2 separate regions of the Gossypium hirsutum genome follow, and region 2 is linked to region 1. Evidence: chromatin contacts called from public Hi-C data. All regions are on one chromosome and are shown on one strand. The core of a region is the stretch at or near the end of the contact, and the rest is flanking DNA. Distances in the headings are between cores, read along the strand shown. Region 1 has its middle 21 kb from the start of LOC107955261. Region 2 holds the start of LOC107955263 (RING-H2 finger protein ATL67).

Region 1 (7,918 bases), core at 1,671-4,170:
GATGGGAGATGAATGTTGTTAAATCTGTAACATTTCACACGCTTTACACATTTTAATTTATTATTTCTTCATTCTATTATGATGATGTATAATTTTAAAAATTATTATGATTTTTATGAATGTTGGAGGCATTTATGTATACCTTTGTCTTATTTTAATATAATTTTTGTTTTTTTTATTTCTAATATTTTTAACTTTTTAAAAGCAAGTAAATATTTAAACATAATTTTTTAAAAAACATCATAGTTTTTTAAAAAACATTTAAACATAAAACATAAAGGCTTTTCTTAGAAGAGTTAGTATTTGTACACTAGCAGTGTATTTTTATTCCACAAACAGTGTTAAAAAATTGTCATATGTCCCTTTTTTAAAACATATTTATTTTTTAATATTTTAACCCCTTGACCTTAATTGTAGAGTCTAAAAACTCTACTGACACTTTACCAAATATTATTTCTTCCTAGAATAAATTTTCTTTTACATTTGTATTGTTTTAATAGTTATATAAAAGGATAAAATGATAATTTCATATAGTGGGGCAATATAAGGCAAACAATTACCATATTACTCCATACCCATTGAATCCACTCCACCTCGACCCATCCACTTTTCAAGAAAAAAAAGTAGTTTCATTCGAAATGGAATTCATCAAACAATTCAAATTTTGTCATCTCTATCTAAAATTTGTTCGACTCTCACCTCCATAGTCTAAACCAAAACCTATTGTCGCAAACTCTTCTAATCATTTCCCTTTTTCTTTCTTACTTGCTTATTTTTCTCTCAAATTAATATACCATTTGGTACCTATGTTGAGCTTCAATGCTCAATTTGATACTTGAGTCTTGCTTCAATATTCAATTTGGTAACCCGACCAAATGGCATTATGTGACCAAATGGCTCTAGTAAAAAAACATAAGTACTTAATTTAGAAAAAAAAAAAGAAGCTTAGGTACCAAATTGAACAGTTAAGTCAAATTTATGTACCAAAGTAAACACTAAAGCCAAATTCAAGTACCAAATTAGGACAAAAAAAATTAAAGGTACCAAATTAAACATTAAAGTCAAACTCAAGTACCAAATAATATCTTAACCCAATTCTTTTTTAGATTTGGAAAAGGACAAATTGCATACAAAATTTTTTTTATTTCATAGAAAAAAATGGGTAAACTACATTCAATGTCACTAAACTATTAATAAGTTTACGTTTTGGTCACTTAACTTCAAAAAGTTACAAATGGTCACTAAACTATTTGAAAGTTTTCATTTAAGTCATTGAAGTGCTTTAAAGTTTTTATTAAGTCACATGATTGTTAAGTTTTCCATTAAAAAGAAGTCTCCATTCTGGATCCAAAAATGACCCCTCCCACGAATTTTTCAGATTTTGAGACACATTCAATAATATAGAATTATAAGTTGCCAAAATGAAAATAATAAAAGGAAAATTAGAGGGGGGTCAGTCAAACTTCTGTAATCTATAATGTAACTTGAATGAAATAAATAGAATTTGAATGATAAATGAAAAGAAAATAATAAAATCGAAATCATAATATAAAAATGAAATTCTAAATTATTAAATTAATAATTTATTTTAATTATGCTTAAATTAAATTATTAATTTTTCTATTTAATTTTAACTTAAATTAAATAATAATAAATAAGCAACGATTCAACGATCAATACAGTAGATCAGTACCTATATACAAGTAGAATAATATATCTTATATACAAGTTGATCTGACAGCTAGTGTTGGAGATTGAAGAAAGAAGTTATTTAAATTTTAATTTACAGATTCATGGCGTTCAAAACTTATTCATGAAAAAAAAATTGAATTATAGAAGAAAAAGGGAAGGTGAGCTTTCGATTGGTGCAAGTAATACAAACAAAGAATGTCATATAACAACGATTTTAACAGCCCAATAACTTAAATGAAAACTTTTGAATAATTTAGTAATAATTTTATAATTTTTTTAAATTAAGTAATAAAAACATAAATTTACTAATAATTTAATCACTCCCTAAAACTTAGATAAAGGATTGAGTCTGGTACGGTCCCAAAAGCTTTTTGTAATTTCAAGTCTTAGTTAAGCATCGGAAACATATGTGGGCTTTATAACTCTGAAAAGTGAAGGCTGAATCTCGTAAAAAACAAAGCCCAAGCCAACGAAATTCAAAGGACATTTTCCTTTTCCTTTAGGAGAAAAAAAAAGTAAATTAAAAATCCCTATATTTTATTTAAAATTATGATTTAATCACACGATTTTCACTATTAAATTTATTTTGACCACTATTCTATTAATTAATATCAAAGAAATGACGTGACACATTAATTCAAAGAATTAATAATTAAATTGGCTCTGAATAATAATTAATATATCATTTTGATAGTTTTAAAATTTTTATTACCTATAATTCTAAAAATTATTTAAAAAATCTTGAAAACAATTAAAATTGAAAGGAAATTTTATAAAAATTTATTAAAGATTTCTGTTCTGGGAAATTTGCTACAAAAACATTTGGACTCTTCTTCTCTAATATTCGTAGGACCGGCTGGCAGCCGCTACTCTTTCCCTTTTACTCTGTTTGGCTCTTTCGTCTTCAATCATCGAGGGTAATTTTTCTGTTAAAAAAAAAAGATTTTGCCTACTTTGTTTTATTTTAATAAATCTTTTTCCATATTTAAAATTTAGTCTTTTTACAGTTATTTTTTAAAATTTAATCTTTTAAATTTAAAATTTTAAGTCTAATTATTAATTATTAAAAATTGAATTTAAATTTTAAAATATAAATAATAGAGGGACTAAATTTTAAATGTAGAAAGAATACAAGAATTTGGGGTATATCGATGGTAGGTTAACCCTCTTTCTGTTCCCAAAATTTTTTCATTGATCTGTGTTGGCTACCTTCAACCCATATGAATGTTCTTTTATTTCAATTTTGTAAGTAAAATTTTTTTGTGGTAGTTTTTTTTACTTAGAATTCACGTGCTTTTGTTCAAATTTTGTTGATTTTTTGTTTCCCTCTGCCTTTATTTTCTTAACTGAGTTTCTTATTAATAAAAATAAAATTACTGATTATCAAGTCGTTATTTATTTATTTATTTTGGATTAATATATATTTAATTTGATTCTAGTGGTCGAGCAGGCATGCTCTGAGCCTCTGACCAAGAATCAATAATAAAGTTTTATTTTTATTTTGCACCTCCTTGATTTTTTTTTTAGTTAGAGAATTTAGAATTGGGGTGTGAAGGAAATTCCTGGGTTTTCTTTTTGTGGTTTTAAACTTTTTTCTTTTAAATAATTTTGCTGTCAACATGTTGTGTTGTTTTTGTAAATTCTATGGATGGAGGGCCCTTTGTTGAATTTTGTTTTACCTTTTTCTCTTTCGGAAATTTATTAATTAATTTAATGAATGAGATTATATAATTCAAGGAAAAAAATAATAAACACCCGTTGTACATGTTAAAGAACAAGTTCCATCAACACAATAAAAATTTCAGCTTTAGAATTAATAGTACATTATAGCACGTTGATAATTGACTCTGTCACAACTCAAACACAACATATCAGGAGTAATTGCAAGTACTTAATACAATAATAAATCAACCCCGAATGGTCCAAAGCGGCAAGCATAAATCGGCAAAAGAATCGAACATTTACCAAACTAGAGAGGATGGCAACAAAACCAACCCTAAAATCACTTGCAAAAACAAGACTACAGACATAAGCAAACTAAAAAGCATACTATAAGAGTAGACAAAAACTCTTAAAAGTGAAAATTTATGAAACAATGGAAAAAAAACATATAAAATTTAAGACAACATAAGTCCAAACCGACTCATGAAATCATTTATTATTCTGAAACTCTCAAAACAGAAACAAATTAAGAAGTCAATGAAGAGCTACCCACTTTCTAAAAGAAATTGTCAGTGATTGGTGGTGTTTCAATGATGATAGGCACCGTCATCTGTCTATCAAAATTTGTGAAGACAACAAAGATACATATAAAATAGATCTGCATATTGAAAAGAAAGAACAAGTGTGGAGTGAATGAGAAGAAGAAAGAAAAGAGGGTTAATATGCTGAAGAAAAATGCGGGCAGTAACTAGTCCAGAGGCTAACACTAAAAACAAAAAGATAAGAATCAAACGACTTGGAGAAAAAAAGTTTTAGGGTTTTTAATATTCTTTAGATACTATTTTGAATTTTTTTTTCTTTGTTTTGGTTTATGGATCTCTTAATATTTCAGAAATACATTAATTATCAGTTTTTGTAGTAAATTTCCCCAAATAGAGTTTTTAATAATTATTTTTATAATTTTTTAAATATTTTTATTTATTTTTTAAGATTTTTTATTTATTTAGAATTTTTGTTAAAATTTTGTTTAAAATATTAAAATGATAATTTAACTATAATTTTGAATAAACATGTCATACTCGCCAAGAATATAATAATTTAATATCATTAATGATTATTATGGAACTTTTTAAAATTACCCAGACCGAAGATGCAATTGACCGCAAAAGCTCGAACAATTTCCTTACACCAAAAGCAAAGGCATAAAAATGGAACATCAATGTCAATGAAACTCAGTAGGCACGATGTTGGATAAAGAGACAATGGCTTCATTAACGACAAGAACAATTCACCTTGTTGGCGATGAAATCTATACAGCTATAGGCTTCAGCTCCCCTAGATCATACAACAAAAGGATTGCAACCCTCGTCTCAAATTAGGCTCCTTGCAAACTCAAATTTTCTTTCTTCCACCAGAGGGATTTCTTGTTTGATATGGAAAAACCAAGACTTCTAATTTGATTATTATAATAAAGATAATTTTTTGCATGTAATCATTTTAAATAAAAATATCTTAATACAGTAAGTAATAATATTAAATGAACTTGCAGAATAGCTCTTTTAAGTATATAATGTATATAGAGAAAAAATTCAAGCAAATTGTGTATAAAACCTAATTTAATTTGTAAGTGCACATGCTGACTGAAAGTTCATTGTGTTGCAACATAAGTTTTACTTGGTAATTGCTATGAGAGAATAAATCAATTATGCAAATTTAAATTTGTAGATATAGTCTACCTCTGTGAGATATAAACTGATTATTCGATGCGAAAGACATTCGAATTTTAGACTGCAGTGCTGAACAAACTCTTTCAATTTCAGTATGAAGTAGTCTTATATTCTTAATTACAATATTATTTTATGGTATTCTAATATTGACTATATCTCTAAAAAGTTGATTGGTTGGTCTTTTTTGTTTGTGATTGAATTAAATGAATACAAATTCACTAATACACATCTTCATCATGTGTCTTACAAACATGAAGCACCCTTTTTTATCGACTAAATAAAGACAATTTATTGGATTACTTCAATATTATTTACAACATTTAAAATTTTCATTTAATAATTTCACATTAATATAAAATTTTCATAGCGAATTGGTTTTTCATTGAAATAAGAATTAGTGTTAGAATTAAATGACCCGAATCCTTATTTAAATAAAATACTGTGGTAAAATAAAATAAAAATAAAATCCATATAAAACTACACTTCTTTTATTTTATTTTAGAATAAGGTTTTTTAAACCTTATTAAACTTCATCTATTTTATATTGATTAGAATAAGGTGTTTCAGTCTTACTAGAATATGGCTTTACAAGCCTATAAATAGACATAGTCTATTCCTCTTGTAATCATTCGAATTCGACATAGTGAATTTTCTTCTCATCTACCCGTGATTTTTTCCCAAAAGGGTTTTCACGTAAAAATCTATGTGTTCTTTATTTTATTTTATTTTCACAAATTGGTATCAGAGTTTCTGGGTTGTTCATCTCGATCACGGTAATGACATCTTTGAAGTATGAAATTCTGCTGTTGGATTGCAACACCAGATTTGCGTTGTGGCAGATTAAAGATGCAAGCAGTTCTTGCTCAGATGGATCTGGAGGATGCCCTACTAGGGATAAGATAAGATGCCTTCGACATTAACAAATGAAGAGAAGAAGCGTAAGGATCGAAAGGCATTAACACAATTACATCAGCATTTGTCCAATGAAATTTTGCAGGATGTGATGAAAAAAAAGACTACGGCTGCATTATGGAAGAGGCTAGAGCAAATATGCATGTCGAAAACTCTAACAAGCAAGTTGTATATGAAGCAGCGTCTTTATGCTCATCGTTTGGAGGAAGGTGCGTCTGTACACAAATACTTAACAGTGTTTAAAGAAATTCTCTCAAACTTGGAAGCCATGGAGGTTCAGTATGATAAGGAAGATCTAGGGTTGATTCTATTTTGTTCGTTGCCCCCGTCTTATTCAACCTTTAGAGACATGATTTTATATAGTCGCGAGTCTCTCACAGTTGATGAGATTTATGATTCTTTGGCCTCGTATGATAAGATGAAACATCTTGTGGTTAAATCCGACTCTCAGGGAGAAGGTCTCATTGTTCGTGGGAGACAAGATCAGAATGCTGATGATAATTGTAGGACACAGGAACGGAACCCTCGTGGTAAATCTAAAGGTAGATCAAAGTCTTCAAACAGAGGCAAAACTTGTAACTTCTGCAAGAAGAAATGGCACATTAAATCTAAGTGCTATAAGTTACAGAACAAGATTAAAAGGGAGGCTGCGAATCAAAAGGGAAAACAACCAGAAAATTTCAGTGAAGCTAATGCTGTAGAAGACTACAACGATAGTGGACTTCTAGTCGTTTCAGTCAACAATTCTAAAGTGAGCGAGGAGTGGATACTTGATTCAGGCTGCACCTTCCACATGAGTCCCAATTGGGATTGGTTTACAACTTACGAAACAGTGTCTGAAGTTGTTGTTTTGATAGGAAATAATGCTTCGCAAGTGTTGGAATAATTAAAGTTAAGATGTTTGATGGAGTTGTCAGAACACTTAGTGACGTACGACATGTTCCAGAATTGAAAAGAAATTTAATTTCGTTGAGTACTCTTGATTCAAAAGGGTACAGATACACAGCTGAAAGTGGGGTTTTAAAGATTTCCAAAAGTTCCATTGTCGTGATTAAAAGGAAAAAAAAGACTGCCAAGTTATATGTTTTGCAGGGTTCTATTGTTACTGGTGATGCACCTGCAGCTTCCTCTTCGTTGTCAGATGATGATATTACTAAAATTTGGCATATGCGCCTAGGGCATATGAGTCCCAATTGGGATCGGTTTACAACTTACGAAACAGTGTCTGAAGTTGTTGTTTTGATGGGAAATAATGCTTCGTGTAAAATCGCAAGTGTTGGAATAATTAAAATTAAGATGTTTGATGGAGTTGTCAGAACACTTAGTGACGTACGACATGTTCCAGAATTGAAAAGAAATTTAATTTTGTTGAGTACTCTTGATTCAAAAGGGTACAGATACACAGTTGAAAGTGGGGTTTTAAAGACTTCCAAAGGTTCCCTTATTGTGATTAAAGGGAAAATAAAGACTGCCAAGTTATATGTTTTGCAGGGTTCTATTGTTACTGGTGATGCACCTGCCGCTTCCTCTTCCTTGTCAGATGATGATATTACTAAACTTTGGCATATGCGCCTAGGGCATATGAGTGAGAATGGCATGACAGAATTGAGCAAAAGAGGACTTCTTAATGGGCAAGGAATTTGCAAACTGAATTTTTGTGAGCACTGTGTTTTTTAGAAGCAAAAGAGAGTTCGATTCACCAGAGGAATCCATAACACGAAGGGAACGTTGGAGTATATTCATTCTGATCTGTAGGGGCCATCTAGAGTGCCTTCGAGAGGTGGAGCTAATTATAAAGTAACATTTATTAATGATTTTTCCAGAAAAGTTTGGGCGTTCTTCTTGAAGCAGAAAAGTGATGTGTTTTCCGCATTTAAGTCTTGGAAAATTATGATTGAAAAATAGACGAGAAAACAAATAAAATA
Region 2 (7,918 bases), core at 3,255-5,754, 43 kb before region 1:
CTAGGAAAACTCATGATGAAATTGAAAGGTTAGTTAAACAATTTATTTGGGGATCATCCGAAAGGAATAAGAAGATGTCTCTGGTCAGATGGGATTCTATTTTCCAACCAAAAGGGTGTGGTGGTCTTAGTTTGAGAAACCTTCGAGATCAGAATATTTTTCTTCTTGATGAAATTGGGGTTTAAATTGGTATCTGATAAGGAAACTTTTAGGGTTCGTGTGCTTAGATCGAAGTATAGAGTAAAGGATGAGTTATCGATTAGTATTAATAGAGATAAAAGTTCCTTTCTTTGGAAGTCTATTTCTAAAATTTAGCCTCTTCTCCATGAGAATTTACATTGGTCTGTTGGTGATGGTCACAAAATCCAGTGTTGGCACTATAATTGGATTCTTGATATTGGACCCCTGTTTAGACGCATTTCTCCTTATGCTAATCTTAATTATGATTGTCTTCTGAACGAGATGGTTATTGAGGATAGCTTATGAAACTTAGACCTCTTTCGAATTTGGTTATCGGAAGAGGTGATTCAGGTTATTAAAGGCATTCCTCCTCCACTTCCTTTAGAAAGTCCCTACAGAATTTCTTGGAATCACATTTCGTCTGGGGTTTTTACTGTTAAGTCTGCCTATAAGGACATCAAGGGAGGAGATTGGAATCCAGATGATGAAAAATAGAAGATGGCTTGGACGATACTACAAGGAAGATTTCTCAGTAATGTTGAAAGAGTTAGGAGAGGTATCTCGAATGACCCTTCGTATCACATATGTGGTTTTCAATCAAAAGATATTTTGCATAATGTCTGGAATCAGGTTAATCTAGATAGGTATATCAACTTCTTTTCTTCTCATTTTCAAGATTGGTTCCTTCTTAATTTGCAGGGAAATAGGTTGATTCATGAGGGGGAACTAGCTGGGCTTGTTTCTTTGGGATGCTCATTTGGCGCTTATGGAAAAACTGAAATTTATACATCTTTCAAAGCAAGCCTTGAAGCTCAAAAGAAATAGTCCAAGGATCCTATAATTGGGCGCTACATTTTTTCTCTTCCTCTTAAGAGGTCCCTTCTGGATACCTTGATCAATCTGGTGAAGCTTTAAACTTTGAAGAACAAGTTCATCTTTTTATTGATGGGGCAATGCAATTGGACTCTGGACTCGTTGCAGCTGGGGGAGTTCTTCGCAATAAGGAGGGACAATAGATCATTGGCTTCCATCGCTTTCTTGGAAAATGTTCGGTTTTCAATGCAGAATTGTGGGGTATTCTTGAAGGTCTTAAACTAATTCAACGTTTGGACTATGATCATGTTATCATTCACTCTGATAGCTTGAAAGTTGTTAAAAGGCATCCTAGGTAGTTATTCAACAGTCTCTAATTCAGCATTAATTAGGCGAATTCTTAATATTATAGCTCCAGAAGAACAATGGTTTCTGCAGTATATCCCGAGGGAACAAAATCAAGTTGCGGATTGTTTAGCGAAACAAGCTTTGACTGAGAAAGGAAGCATGCAAGTCTTCGACATCCCACCCGAGATGGCTCACGTTTTAATTGATAGGAATAAGCTTTCAAGCGGTTCTTTTGATTAAATGTTATTCTTGTAATTTTTAGGCTTTTTTTTTACCAAAATAAAAAACCTCATATGATTGCATATGGTCAAGAGTGTTTACTGCTTTAGGTGTGATCTGAATTCGAGTCACGCTAACCGTATTTGTTATTCGGGCTTTACACTATTATTGTAATTCAAAAAAATAAAAATAAAAACCCAAAGAACATAATTCATCATTTAATTCAAGTTTTTATTTTATTTTATTTTATATTCATGTCATCAATATGGTTGAATTAGCCTTTAAATGTTATCAAAACAAATACATAAACATGGAAATTGGAATTCTTGTATCTTTCTTTTGTTCTGCTAGACTTTTGGGGTTCTGATTCTAGCTGTTGATGAATCTGATTGGTGATAAAAGTTCTATAACAGTCCCTATACCATACCTTAAATTGCATATTGACTCCCTATTGAAAAATGTTGATATTAGAGGAAGGGGCAAAATTAGTATTATAACAGTATTATTTTTCAATAAGAAATTCTAAGATTTTAAAAAAATAGAAATGACAAAGATTTTTATTTTTATTTTAAAAAATAAAAAATATAATTTTTTTTCAAAGCTATAACTTTTAGCTTTTAAATTTGAAAATAATAATAATAATAATAATAATAATAATAATAATAAGCTTGACAAATTCTAAAAGTTTTTCAAATTTTCGACAAAAAATCTTTAAAATTCTATTTTTTTTAATTTCAAAAATTATGAAAAAGTTATTCAAATTTTAATAAATAATACGTAAAAATACATTACAAATTATAGAACTTTTTTTTCGAATTTTCAATAAGATCTCTAAAATTTTATAAAATTAAAAAATTATGAAAAATAATCAAACTTAAAAAATGGAAAAAAAAAAGTATTATTTTTTATAAAAATTAATGTCTTTATTAGAAATATGAAAAGAAGGTAAAGAGTCATTAATATTTTAATACTATTTTCATAATTAAGTTGATTTTAAAGGTTTTGTTATTTTTGTTTTGAATTTTAAAGAATTTTCAATTTTTTTTCAAAATTATTTGGAAATTTTTAAAATTTAATTTTTAAAAAAATTAAATTCTTTTTCATTTTTTAAATGTGTAAAAATTTTATTGAAAATTTGAAAGTGTTTACAATATTTTGATGAAGGATCTACTTACAACCTTGCGTACTTCTTTGTACCTTTAATATTTTAATGATCTAATTTTTAAATTTACCGATATAATTATACTTGTCAAGTACATAAAATTTTGAATCAATATGATATCTCTATCATATCGATCTAAAATTATATATAAATATTTATTAAATGGTTAGAATTTTTTTAAAATAAAAAAATAGTTAGAAATTTTTAATTTTTATTAAATTTGACACACATTATCTATATAAAAAGAATATAAAATTGACGATTGGATCGTTGAGTTTTACACTGATACAAGTAAAATTTTCCTTTAATAATTAATATTTTTATATTTTTTTAATTTTGAATTTTTTTTATAAATTTTACAATTATACTGTTTATTTATAATTTAAATAAATTTTAAATTATTTGTTAACCCAACTTACCTTATGAAAATTTGACTGCCAATTGACTCCAAATAAAAACAATAGATGCCAAATTGAATGAAGATTTAAAAGTCAGAAATTAAAATTTTTATACCTTATATATAAATAAATATTTAATTGCACAATTTCAACAAACGAAATATTTTGTTCTTTCATCTAATCTATAAAATAGTTGGGGCTTTTTTTTTTTTTTAGTCTTTCATTATGGAGACTAAAATGCAATTTGAGAGACAATGCCATTGTTTGGCGGAGAAGTGAAGTTGTTAACTTCTTGCATCCGAAATTCCGGATGCATTCCATCGAACATTGCGAAGCGTCAACATGGACTCAGTAACGGGTAACGGCAGGCAGGCACTACTTTCCAATCATCACCATTAACAAAATTGGCTCGGCACTTCACAACCCAATAGTAAAGTAAACTGCACTTCCTTCGTTGGCAGTTTTATGTACAGTATAAAAAACTAATAGGACCATAACATTTGAAAAGACTGAAACAAGATACCGTTCCCATGAAAAAAAATTTTAAGTTAGTGTTTACAAAATTTGGTACAAATTTCAAAAATAAGTGAGGAGAAATGAATTCCATGGCTTTCTAATTGATTTCATGCTCAGAACTGAGCCTCTTCTCCCCTAAACAATCAAAATCACAACCCATTGACCAACCTCCATCGAAACTGAGATTTATTTAAAAAACAAAAAAAGTCACCTCATCCTCCTCCGGTCCGCAGCGTGCTGAGACAAAGGCACGATTTCCGACAAAGGCGTAGAAAGCGGAGTTGGAAGCGGCGAGTTCCGACAAATGGGACAAGACCCATTAAGTTTCAACCAAGCATCCAGACAAGAAACATGGAAATAATGCCTACACTCAGGCATCATCTTCAACATCTCCAAATCCCTATACTCGCATAAACAAATCGAACACGTCGTGTTAACGTTAGTAGAACCCACAGCAGCCGCCTCTTTAGTGAACTGGAACTTGGGGTATGAGTTTATAACGGCTTGATCGAGCCCAACGACGACGTTCTCATCGTCCTCATCTTCGGCAACGAAAACAACCCGGGGAAGGATGATTCCATCGGAGGCGGGGGTAGGGTTGGGAGAAAAAGAGGAAGAAGGACGGCAGCAGATGTAGGAAGCGAGGAGGACGATGGAGAGGAGGACAAGGAAACCAAGGGCAATGGCGATGGAGTAGCCGAGGCCTAAGTTGGTGAAATAGAGAGGGGAAGAATGGGAATGGGTGGACATTTGAGGAGAGGAATAAGAGAATCCATTTGATTAAGGAAAGAGAAAGAAAAAGAAACCGGAAAAGAAGGTGGGGGAGATTTAATGCTCCAGCTACAGCATTTATTTACTCACTTTCCAACATTTATTTCTGCGTTCTAAATCACACAGAGGGTTCAAATAAGTTCAATTTTAAATTACCAACTAACGTATATTAGCCATTTTCTTTAATCATTTTGAAGTTTTACTCGTTATAATAATAGAAGATTCGATTTTTTATATTTTATTTTAAATTTTTATAACAACAATTTTTATAGTTATGAATTACGTTATTTATTAAATTAATTTTTTATATGGTTTAAATTTTTAAGTAAAATTATAGTAAATGGTAAATTTACGTTTTCATATTTTCAAGTTAGGTAAATAGTATATGTAGATTCAGCATCCTACAAGAATCTCATACTCAATGTCAGTGATGTTCTCTTCTGTGTTTTTGGCATGTACCTAGGGGGTATTAGTTGATTAAGATCTTTTGATTATAGATAGTTGTATAGGATGTTTTGTAGGAGTATCTTGTGAATATGTTATTGGTGTTTTTGTATATATATGTTTTGAAGTTTGTATTTGGTTTGGTGAACCTTAACACTTCAGTAAGTTATGTCATTTTGGTACTTTAAAATGCTTGCAAATAAGATACTCTTGGTATGTTGATGATAGTTTGGAAATGGTCATTTATGGCATAGTTGGCACATAATTGAACATATTGGTATGTTTTGATAGTTGAAGTTTTGGTACAATTGTGGTGCCTTTGAATGACATATTGGTTAGGTGATTTAGGTTGTTTGAAATGGCATGTTTAAGTTTGTTTGGATGATATTTGAACCCCTTGAAGGTGTGCCCAAATGGTATGAATGGCTAGGTAGGAATTGGTTTTGAAATGGCTTGATTTTAGGTAAATTTTGGGCTCACACGGCTAAGGACATGGGTTGTCACATGGTTGTGTGTCATCTAGGAGTTTCTTAGTGTTCAAGTCAGTGAGTTAAACGGCCTGACACATGGTTGTGTGGGGCATCTCAGTGAGTTGCACGGGTGAGGACACGGGTTGGGGCACGACCGTGTGTCCCTTGTTTGAAAGTTACATGGCTTGAGGTGTTGTACTCGGCCGTGTGACCCCTGTTTTTTAATTTTTACATCTTTTTCTTAAAGCTTCTTATTTATTTCAGATTAGTCTCGAAGTGTCTCAAAGTTATTTTTAGGGCCTCGAGGGCTTGATTTAGGGTCGGAATGCATGTGATTGAATGGATTATGATATGTTTAATTTACTTAAATATTGTGGTGTTAAATGTTTCTAATTGTTCGGTAATGCTACGTAACCCTAATCCGGTAGTGGAGACGGGTTAAGGGTGTTACACTCTCTCTTTCAATTTACTCCCAAACCTTCATTAATTTTTCAAACCTTAATGAATATCAGGTGTGACATGTAATTAATAAAAAGTTATATCTTTTGTTTATTGGTAAAGAGTTATATCACTTGATTTTTGACAAAAAAGTTATAACTATTCAAACAATATTATTTGAATAGTTATGTTTAATCAAGTGATATTAGATGAATAATTATGTCTCTTATATATGTGATTATTCAAAAAAGACACCTATTGTAATATTTCTTTATGAAGAGACATGAAAATTTATATAAATAGGAGTAAAATTTTATTTGAAAAATATACCAAAAATTCTAAAAAAATCTTCTATTATAAATAGATACCTATTTCTTTTTCTTTTTTTTGAATTATTGATCGTGTTTCTTTCATATTCTATTTGTGTGTTTGAGATTTTTCTCACCAAAATTTTATTCAAACATAAAAATCCGGCGAGATGTGGTTGTAGAGTAGTGGATGAATGTGGTTGATAGTGATGATTTTGTAAGTAGTAATAGAGAAGGATGGGTGTAAACTATGTAATTGAGATACTTGTTTTTTGTTTTAGAATCATAATAATAATAATAAGAGTTTCATTCAAATTGTTATTCTTTTAGTTTTAAATTAATGTTTTAGAAATTAGATTAGATACCTTTTTAATTTAATTTACTTTATATATAGAAACATATTTTGACAAACTTAAAATATCTTTTTAAACTGTTTTGAATAAATAGACTAGTTTCTTAGATTGAGATTTTGAGATAAAGTGTAAAAATGGAATAATTATTAAAATAAATTTTTAATTATAGAAATAAAAAAGAATAAATATATAATTGGAATCGTTTGGTAAACAACACATTTGTGGAATAAATATCTTTTTAATGCACTTCACTAATAAGGGGGAAAACTATGACAATAAAAGACACGTGATGTCCAACTGGACCACATCATCTACTCTTTTATATTCTTCATAGTAATATGCAATCAAGTATATTTTAATATTTTAAATGTAATTTATTTATAATATTATTTTTTTTATTTATGTTTGAGTCGAAATTAAAAATCTTTCATTTTATTGAAAATTAACACATACAATAAATGTATGTTTGGTCTAATAAAATATTGTTTAAAATAATTTTGGTTGCTCATTTCTACTTTTCTTGATTCACCATGCTAAATTATCTTTTTTAATTATAATTATTGGATTAAGTCAATTTTTGTTAAATTTATTGGATTAGGTTGATTTTAGAGAGATAAAAGATAAAAAACCATTCCACTGGACGTGTTTTTAGTAGATATGACAAAAATATTCTTCCAATTGGATGTGCTTTTAGTTTTGGCCAGATGGTTAAATCTTAGTGCTTTTATTCTTGAGTCTCGACTTTAATTTCTCTCTTACTCATATTTATATTTTTTTTATTTCATGTCACTTCAAGCTTTTTAAATTTTTAATTAATTTTTTTTAACATATTAGTTCTTTTGTTAGATGATTAGATAGTTCCAATTACATCATTGAGTCTCGAGTTCGATTTCTCTCTTACTCATATTTGTATTTTTTTATTTCATGTTGCTTCAAGTTTTTTAAAATTTTAATTAATGTTCTTTTAACATATTAGTCCTTTCGTTAGATGGCTAGATAATTGTAATTACATCGTTGAGTCTCGAGTTTGATTCCTCTACTACTCACATTCGTATTTTTTATTTTATGTTGCTTCAAGCTTATAATTATTATTAATTAATATTTTTAACATATTAGCTCCTTTCGTTAGATGGTTAGATAATTGCGATTACATTCTTGAGTATGATGTTCCATTATTTTTATAAGCATATTAATGTATTTTTCATTTCATATTGTTTCAAGTTTTTTTATTTTTAATTAATATTTTTATTTTTAATTAATGTATTTTTTATTTTTAATTATTTTTATAAGCATATTATTATTTTTCTTTCAATTAATGATATTTGCAATAGTAATTTGATTTTATAAATAAAAGAGTTAAAAATAAAAAAAATATTAATTAAAAATAAAAAAATATTTAAAAATAAAAAATTTTGAAACAATATGAAATAAAAAAATACATTAATATGCTTATAAAAATAATGGAACTTCAAACTTAAGGATATAATTGCAATTATCT

The links. Hi-C and Micro-C count contacts between places; a contact is called where the count stands out from the background.
Region 2: a contact with region 1 is called in a Hi-C map of petal, with 2.0 times the contacts expected there. The contact joins the promoter of LOC107955263 here to the enhancer-like site in region 1. A contact is called at or near these places in 8 of 34 Hi-C or Micro-C datasets (fibers, hypocotyl, leaf and 2 more).

Annotation. Positions count from the first base shown.
Region 1 is chrA07:31,674,028-31,681,945 of Gossypium_hirsutum_v2.1, reverse strand. No RefSeq gene overlaps it. Among protein-coding and RNA genes, the nearest start is that of LOC107955261, 21 kb to the right of the region's middle. Within about 2 kb of position 2,920, at least 2 of the 9 cell types and tissues checked have an H3K27ac peak or open chromatin away from gene starts, as enhancers often do. A contact at or near this core is called in fibers, where this site is marked.
Region 2 is chrA07:31,718,319-31,726,236 of Gossypium_hirsutum_v2.1, reverse strand. LOC107955263 (RING-H2 finger protein ATL67) reads right to left here and starts at 4,504. Exons shown (of 1, transcript XM_016891006.2): 1 at 3,552-4,504. The coding sequence starts at 4,386. The coding sequence ends at 3,844.